2 separate regions of the Sus scrofa genome follow, and region 2 is linked to region 1. A link is a contact called in public HiChIP or PLAC-seq data. All regions are on one chromosome and are shown on one strand. Each heading gives the region's core, a stretch centred on a gene start, on an enhancer-like site or on the middle of the called end of the contact. The rest is flanking DNA. Distances are from core to core; before and after follow the strand shown.

Evidence for each region. HiChIP or PLAC-seq counts read pairs in DNA pulled down with a chosen protein or histone mark.
Region 2: a contact with region 1 is called in an H3K27ac HiChIP or PLAC-seq map of alveolar macrophages. The contact joins two enhancer-like sites. A contact is called at or near these places in 2 of 47 Hi-C or Micro-C datasets (fetal heart ventricle and fetal skeletal muscle) and 1 of 2 datasets of contacts at active chromatin or transcription factors (alveolar macrophages).

Annotation. Positions count from the first base shown.
Region 1 is chr10:16,121,446-16,124,764 of Sscrofa11.1, forward strand. It overlaps CEP170 (centrosomal protein of 170 kDa), which reads right to left. Exons shown (of 20, transcript XM_021064150.1): 8 at 2,005-2,481. Among named protein-coding and RNA genes, the nearest start is that of SDCCAG8, 68 kb to the right of the region's middle. Within about 2 kb of position 1,791, at least 8 of the 83 cell types and tissues checked have an H3K27ac peak or open chromatin away from gene starts, as enhancers often do. A contact at or near this core is called in alveolar macrophages, where this site is marked.
Region 2 is chr10:17,154,971-17,158,289 of Sscrofa11.1, forward strand. No RefSeq gene overlaps it. Among named protein-coding and RNA genes, the nearest start is that of C10H1orf100, 42 kb to the right of the region's middle. Within about 2 kb of position 1,686, at least 33 of the 83 cell types and tissues checked have an H3K27ac peak or open chromatin away from gene starts, as enhancers often do. A contact at or near this core is called in alveolar macrophages, where this site is marked.

The sequences.
Region 1 (3,319 bases), core at 541-3,040:
ACGTTGCTGTGGCTCTGGCGTAGGCCGGTGGCTAAGGCTCCGATTCGACCCCTAGCCTGGGAACCTCCATATGCCGTGGGAGCGGCCCAAGAAATAGCAACAACAAAAAGACAAAAAGACAAAAGACCAAAAAAAATAAAATAAAATAAAATAAATTATATTCGCAAAGACAATTTCTTGGATGGTTTGTACACTGGCCGGAAGGGAAATCCCTAAGAAGGGGTCTAAGCAACGGCAATGGCAACATACTAGAATGTACCTATAAATCTGCTCTGAGGGATAACAGTAATTCATATGATTTCTGGTAAAGGTTTAAAATATCTAACCACGAATGTACAGCTACACTGTGAGCATTAATGCCTCCATTTGGAATCAAAATAACAGCTAAAACAAAATAGTTATTATGACTAAAATTACAGCATTTAAGAAAGGTGGTTTTTTAAAAAAATCATTTTTTGGCCTCACTTGCAGCACGCAAGTCCTAGGCCAGGGATCAAAGCCATGCTATGGCAGTGACAATACCAGATTCTTAACCCACTAGGCCACCAAGGGACTCCCTAATCAAGGCACTTTTAACGGTTGCTTTTAAAAGGATCTTTTACATTCATTTTTGACATTTATTAAGAGTGGTTTCAAAAAGATGATGTTATTTCTAAATTTTCAAAGATCATGCTACATTTTATATGATACAAGGCTATCGGTATTATTCATCCAATTCATAAAAATTGTCAATTTACAAATGGGTAGCTTTTATTTGTGAGCTTTAATATCTATGTACACATACAGGCCTCAATTATAATTTATTATTATCAAGTAGGAGAAAAAAAAAACTGATCCCATGTCAAAAGTTCATATGCCAGGTAATTAATTGCTTATGATTATAATTAAATACAGAAATAGGCCCTGACAAAGAATTAGGTAACTATACCATCTCACTCACTGCTTATTTCTAACAAATCAGAAATAGGTATTTCTTCATTAGTTTATCAGAATCCCAGGGCATAAAGTCCAGGTTAAAATGGGGTCAGTCTTGTCAATGATAGTGAAGTCATTCATAGTTTATTCCAATTACTGAGTACCTATCACATACTCAAGTCCTAGGTAAAGCTTTAAAGATAAAAGGTAAGTGATATATAATCTCTGACCTCAAAGAGAATTTATTTAAAGCTCTTGAACTTTTTGTATAGTAACAGAATAGTTAGATTAACATGAAATCATTTCCCTTATAGACAGCTTGTTAAATAAAATTAAGATAGCATAAGTCTGTCCTCAATAAATTCTAAATTAATTGGCAAAATGAATGGAAAAAGTTGATCAGTTGATACTTTGAGGTACAGGTATAAAAGATGTTATACTCTGGCCAAGGGTTATACTAATACAACATATCTAATAACTATTTCACCAATAAACACTCAACGGCAGTTTTCATAAAAGTCTTACTAGTGAAAAAAGTCTTAGTTCGATTAATTCCCAGTATCTATAAGCAAAAAAAAAAAAAATCTGTTTTAAGAGTAACCTGAGAATAGTTGGCAACGCTCTGCTAACAATGTGATGGTATTGCCAAAGCAGAAGTGTGAGCCATTATCCAATGGCTTAAAACTTTCAAAATTTATATCCTGCCATCTTACGAGAAGCAAACAATGGAGAAGAGAATTGAGTGTATCCTTTCCTTAAGTCGAGAAAATGATGAGAACTGTCTTCTAGGGAATTCCACTGGTGAACCGAATGACTCTTTTATTTCCACAGGAAAAATAAACATCTTTAATGACATAAATATAAAGTTATAAAACCAATCTGGTTTTGGCAAGGAAGTGAAAGCAGCAGACTGTTCTGATTGAGGAAGTTGGATGTGGGCCATACAGCTTTGCTCTAAAATCAAATATAAACTTTTGAAAAAGCACAAATTTCCTACCATATAATTATTTACCTAATAGTAGTTTGGTTACTGGGAAGAATGAACTTTTTCATAAAATAGGAAGTTTTGAAATGATCATTTCACTTTACCTTTCAACCTTTTCAAGTAAACCGGAACGTCACTTTTAATACTTTTGGAATCCTCTTCTGTTCTTTCCCACACCATCTGAGGAGGGTTGTTCTGGGCTAGCCAGTCAGCTACTTTGTTTTCTGGTGCCATCATTCCAGTTTGAATTCCCGGCAGGTCTTGAGTTCCAGGAGAAGACTTCTTTGACTTGTGGCGCTGATCAGAAGCAAATTTTGTCACATGGTCTCTAATAGTTACTTTCCCTGGGGTACTGTCATCAAACTCAATGGTAAAGGAAGCATGCCCTGCACCTGTTGTATGGGAGCTGGGTGTGTCTTTTGTTGGGATTTCATGAATAGTGCTTTCTGTTATTTGTGATGGTTGCTGAAATTCTTTTGTAGGGATTTCAAAATAACTTGGTTCCCTACAGAAAGGAAAAAGTACTTCTTCATTTGCAGCTGCAGCTTGTTCCTCAACTTGCTTGGCATCTATGCTGCACCCTAATAAGAAAAATAAGAGAAAATTCAAAATATTTGGGAGCTTCTAGCACTTGAGGGCATACAGCAATGGCCACTTGTGTTATTCCATGAGAATCAGAAGGAAGTCTGGATGAGAAAGAATGGCAAATGTCACAGAGGAGAAATAATTTTGATTATAAACATGGCATTCAGTTACAAATAGGAGATGCAAGATAAGCAGCAGCAATGTCAAAAGACAGTGAAGCAGTTAAGAGATGGACCATGCCTGGTGAGGTACATATTTTTTCCAACTTGGATCCAGAAATTATCAAAGTAAAAAGAACTGAACTCAAATGGAGATAGAGATGCATACTCAAAGTACATTTCTAGAGAGACTAAAAAAAAAATATGAATTTCCTCATCAGGTAAGGAGGATGAAATATATGAAATATCTACAAGCACAAATAAAGTTCCAAAGGAGAACAGGTCCTCAAATGAGAAAATAAACATGATGTCAATATATAAGCCATGTTCTAGACATAATGATTCACTTACCATTTGTCACCATCACATTCAGAGACATTACAGCGACAAACATATCATTACTACTGTATTACTAATTGTAATCCAAGAAGACAGATACAGTTTATATAGAAGAAAAAAATGAGTAAAGCTAAAACATGTGGTCTGCTGGCAGCACGGCAAACCAAGCAGCCATGGGAAACAAAGTGAAAGGAGAAAATTCAGTTGCTAGCCAGTTAATTCCAAAAGGAAATTCATGAACATCTCCACACAGGAGAATGTGTCTAAGTGTCAAAAATCCCAGGTGAATGCTGAATTACAGATCTCAGATCAAGAAGAAGAGTTGGCAGAGGCAAGC
Region 2 (3,319 bases), core at 436-2,935, 1.0 Mb after region 1:
CTACTTCATTTCTTCACATTTGTTCCAGGGCTGGAGCTGGACAGATGAATAATGCAGACCAGGCGGCTGGCCCAAGCCCTGACCTCATGCCTCCAAAAGCAAACACGGCAGTGAACACGGAGACGTGTTTGTTTGAACTCTCACTGCCTAACTTAAAAAAGAAAAAGGACGAAATAAAAACAAGCCTCCCATCATCCCATGCCATCAGGGTAGCCCCTGAAGTTTTATTGTTTTGTTTTTCTTTTTGCATTTCTCACTTTTTTCAAACGGGGAACTAATGCCCTCTACTGGTGCAGGGAAGGGCGCCAGTCCCCCCATCGTCGGGGTTACCCTGCCATCTCGTGGCCATCTTCGGGAAGTGCAAGTTTAGATAAAATCCATTTCAGGCCTCATAAAACCCAGGTCGTGTGAAGGAATCTTCAAAATATTTAGACAGGCTTTCATTTAAAACATCCCGAGAAGATAGACTGGATTGTTCGTGGAAAACAGAGATTGGATTTGGAGTCAGAATGCAGTTCCGTATCTCCGTGCCAATCAGCCATGCGTGGCAGCACACGAGCAAATCGTTTCATTTTCTGAACCTGTTTCCTCACCTGTAAAATGAAGGGCATAATAAATGTTTGATGCTTAGAGTTTTGTGAAGCTTAAATGAGGCTGCACGTGAGAAGTGACTTGTGGAGCTCTCCTATGGCTCAGCAGGATCAGGATGAGCGGGTGTTGTCACTGCCGTGGCTCAGGTCACTGCTGTGGTGCAGGTTCGATCCCTGGTCCGGGAACATCCCCATGATATAAATATGTTAAATATCTCTAAATATATTAAGATATATTTATGTACATAAATAGTAATATTTATTTATTGCAAATAAATATTTAAAATTTTAAAGATATATTAAAGATCTCTAAAGAAGTGGATTCTCTCATAACCTGGTAAAACTTTTTCCAAGACTCAAAGCCGGTTTCACTTTCTGACCCTCCTATAGCATAAAGCCTGAGCCTTAGAATGAGACGGGAGAAGGATCCCCCATCCTATACTTTCCTAAAGGCACAAGGCTGTCTGGTTCCTTAGCTTTCACTTTCCAGATTTAAGGGAAACCAGTTTCTTTGGCCTTTCTTCAGAGGACCAGCGAAAGGATAATAATGAGGAAGCAGGAACCTAGATGAGCCAGTGGAAGTTAAACTCTGCTTACCTGGAATCGCCCAGAGGCCCTTAGGGCGGGCGCTTCCTCATCTTCCAGAAAGAGCCCGGAGCCAGACGCTGTGGGCTCAGGGCTGACGTCAGATGACTCATCAAACTCAAGATGGGTTTGGCGGCCGAGGCTTCTGTGCAGCTGTTTGGAGGAAGCCAAGAATTTCTGGTGCCTTGCTCTGGACTTGGTGAGCAAACCCAAACGCTGCAGTCCCCTCCTCATGCTCAGTGTCAGTCCTGCCTGGTCGGCGGCCCAGCCAGCACCGGGTCTACTGATAAAAACGTCCAAGGCCATCCACAGGCCAGCGCTTCTGTGTTCTCTGGTTACAGTTTATCACTCCCGCCCCACTGATGCGGGAGGCAGGCTTAGGGGACATTTGGCAGCAGGATCAATAGTTTTGCAGAGAGAAAATGGCCTGCTGGCCAAAGGGACATCAAATCCTCGGGGGAGTGGTGAGGAGCTATGACTCAGATTTCCAGGCCATCTGCCCCCCTCCTTACCCCCTCCCCCCAGCCCCCAGGCTGGGCTCCGCTTCCACCTGTTTCCAGGTTTTGTTCATCTAGGTCTGTCCTCAGGAAGCCATCTTTGACTCTCTGAATGTCACCAGCCAACCTGTGTGTCAGCAGGTGACAGAGGAAGGAGGCAGGCCGTGTCTTCGGGGGGTGCTGTGGTGGCCCGGGGGTGGGGGCGGAAGGAAAAGGTCAAGCCTCTACCCTGCAGAATGAGAGCCTCCTTCCCAAGGCCGAACGGTGACGGCCGGCACGCCACGGTCAAGGCGCCCTCTCATTCCCCCCACCCAGCTCTTACTGGGCTGCCCAGAAGCTCTACAGTGACCTCCTTGTGGATGTAACCTACAGCTTTTTTGGTTTTTTGCTTTTTTTTTTTTTTTTTATGGTCACACCTACAGCATATGGAAGTTCCCAGGCTAGGGGTCGAAGTGGAGCTGCAGCTGCCAGCCTGCACCACCGCCACAGCAATTCAGGATCCAAGCTACACCACAGCTCACGGCCACGCCGGATCCTTAACCCACTGAGCAAGGCCAGGGATCGAACCCGCATCCTCATGGATACTAGTTGGATTTTTTTTTTTTTTTTTTCCTTTTCTAGGGCCACTCCTGTGGCATGGAGGTTCCCAGGCTAGGGGTCCAATTGGAGCTGTAGCCGCTGGCCTACACCACAGCCACAGCAACTTGGGATTCGAGCCATGTCTGCGACCTACACCACAGCTCATGGCAACGCCGGATCCTTAACCCACTGAGCAAGGTCAGGGATGGAACCTGCAACCTCATGGTTCCTAGTCGGATTCGTTAACCACTGAGCCACGACGGGACCTCCCCCACTAGTTGGATTCTTAATGCACTGAGCCACAACGGGAACTCCCTCGGGCCACTTCTGAAAATAGGTGGTTCTCCCCCTGCTGCCACTGGGAGACAGGGAGCCATCAGGGTCTTCTTCCCTCGGAGGAAGAAGAGCTTTTTCATACCTTCTAAATGACTCACTCCAGCCAATGGCACGTTGGAATCCAAGGTTCAGGGGCAAACTTTCTAAGCCGAGGTTCATATGAACCGATGAAGCCAAGTGACTATGAGGCTGCTGACAAAATTGTTGGTTTTGTGTGAGGTGGACCTTGGAGATGCACGAGTGTGGCTTTGAGCACCAGCCATGTGCAAGAGGCTGCAGAAGGTCGGGGTGAGGGGGTCAGAGTGGGCTGCAGGACCGGGTGCTCTCAGCCCCACGTGTTCAAGCGAGATCGCCCACAGCAGAAACCAGGGCATCGCCAGCTTTAACCACGAACCGATTTTAACATGAACCAATACTGCATGTACGTGGGTAAGTCCACTCATTTTTCGGCTTTCTTTTAGATGAATTCAGGATACACTTATTACTATAACCCTGTAGTTAAAATATCTGTCCATTATGTCAGATCTCACACAAGTTTCAGGAGAAGAAGTAGGGGGAGTGTGGGCTTGTTACATGATAAAGATTTCGACTCGTCTTCTCCCTGCTTGCTGGTAGGAAGCCTCTAAACCCTTGGAATTTCTGGAGTCAAAGGAACCTCATTATGCCCCGTGGGCCCCTCAGAACACCCCTGAGTTCACGCTAAGGAGGTGACTCCTGGGGGGCTCCTAGGTA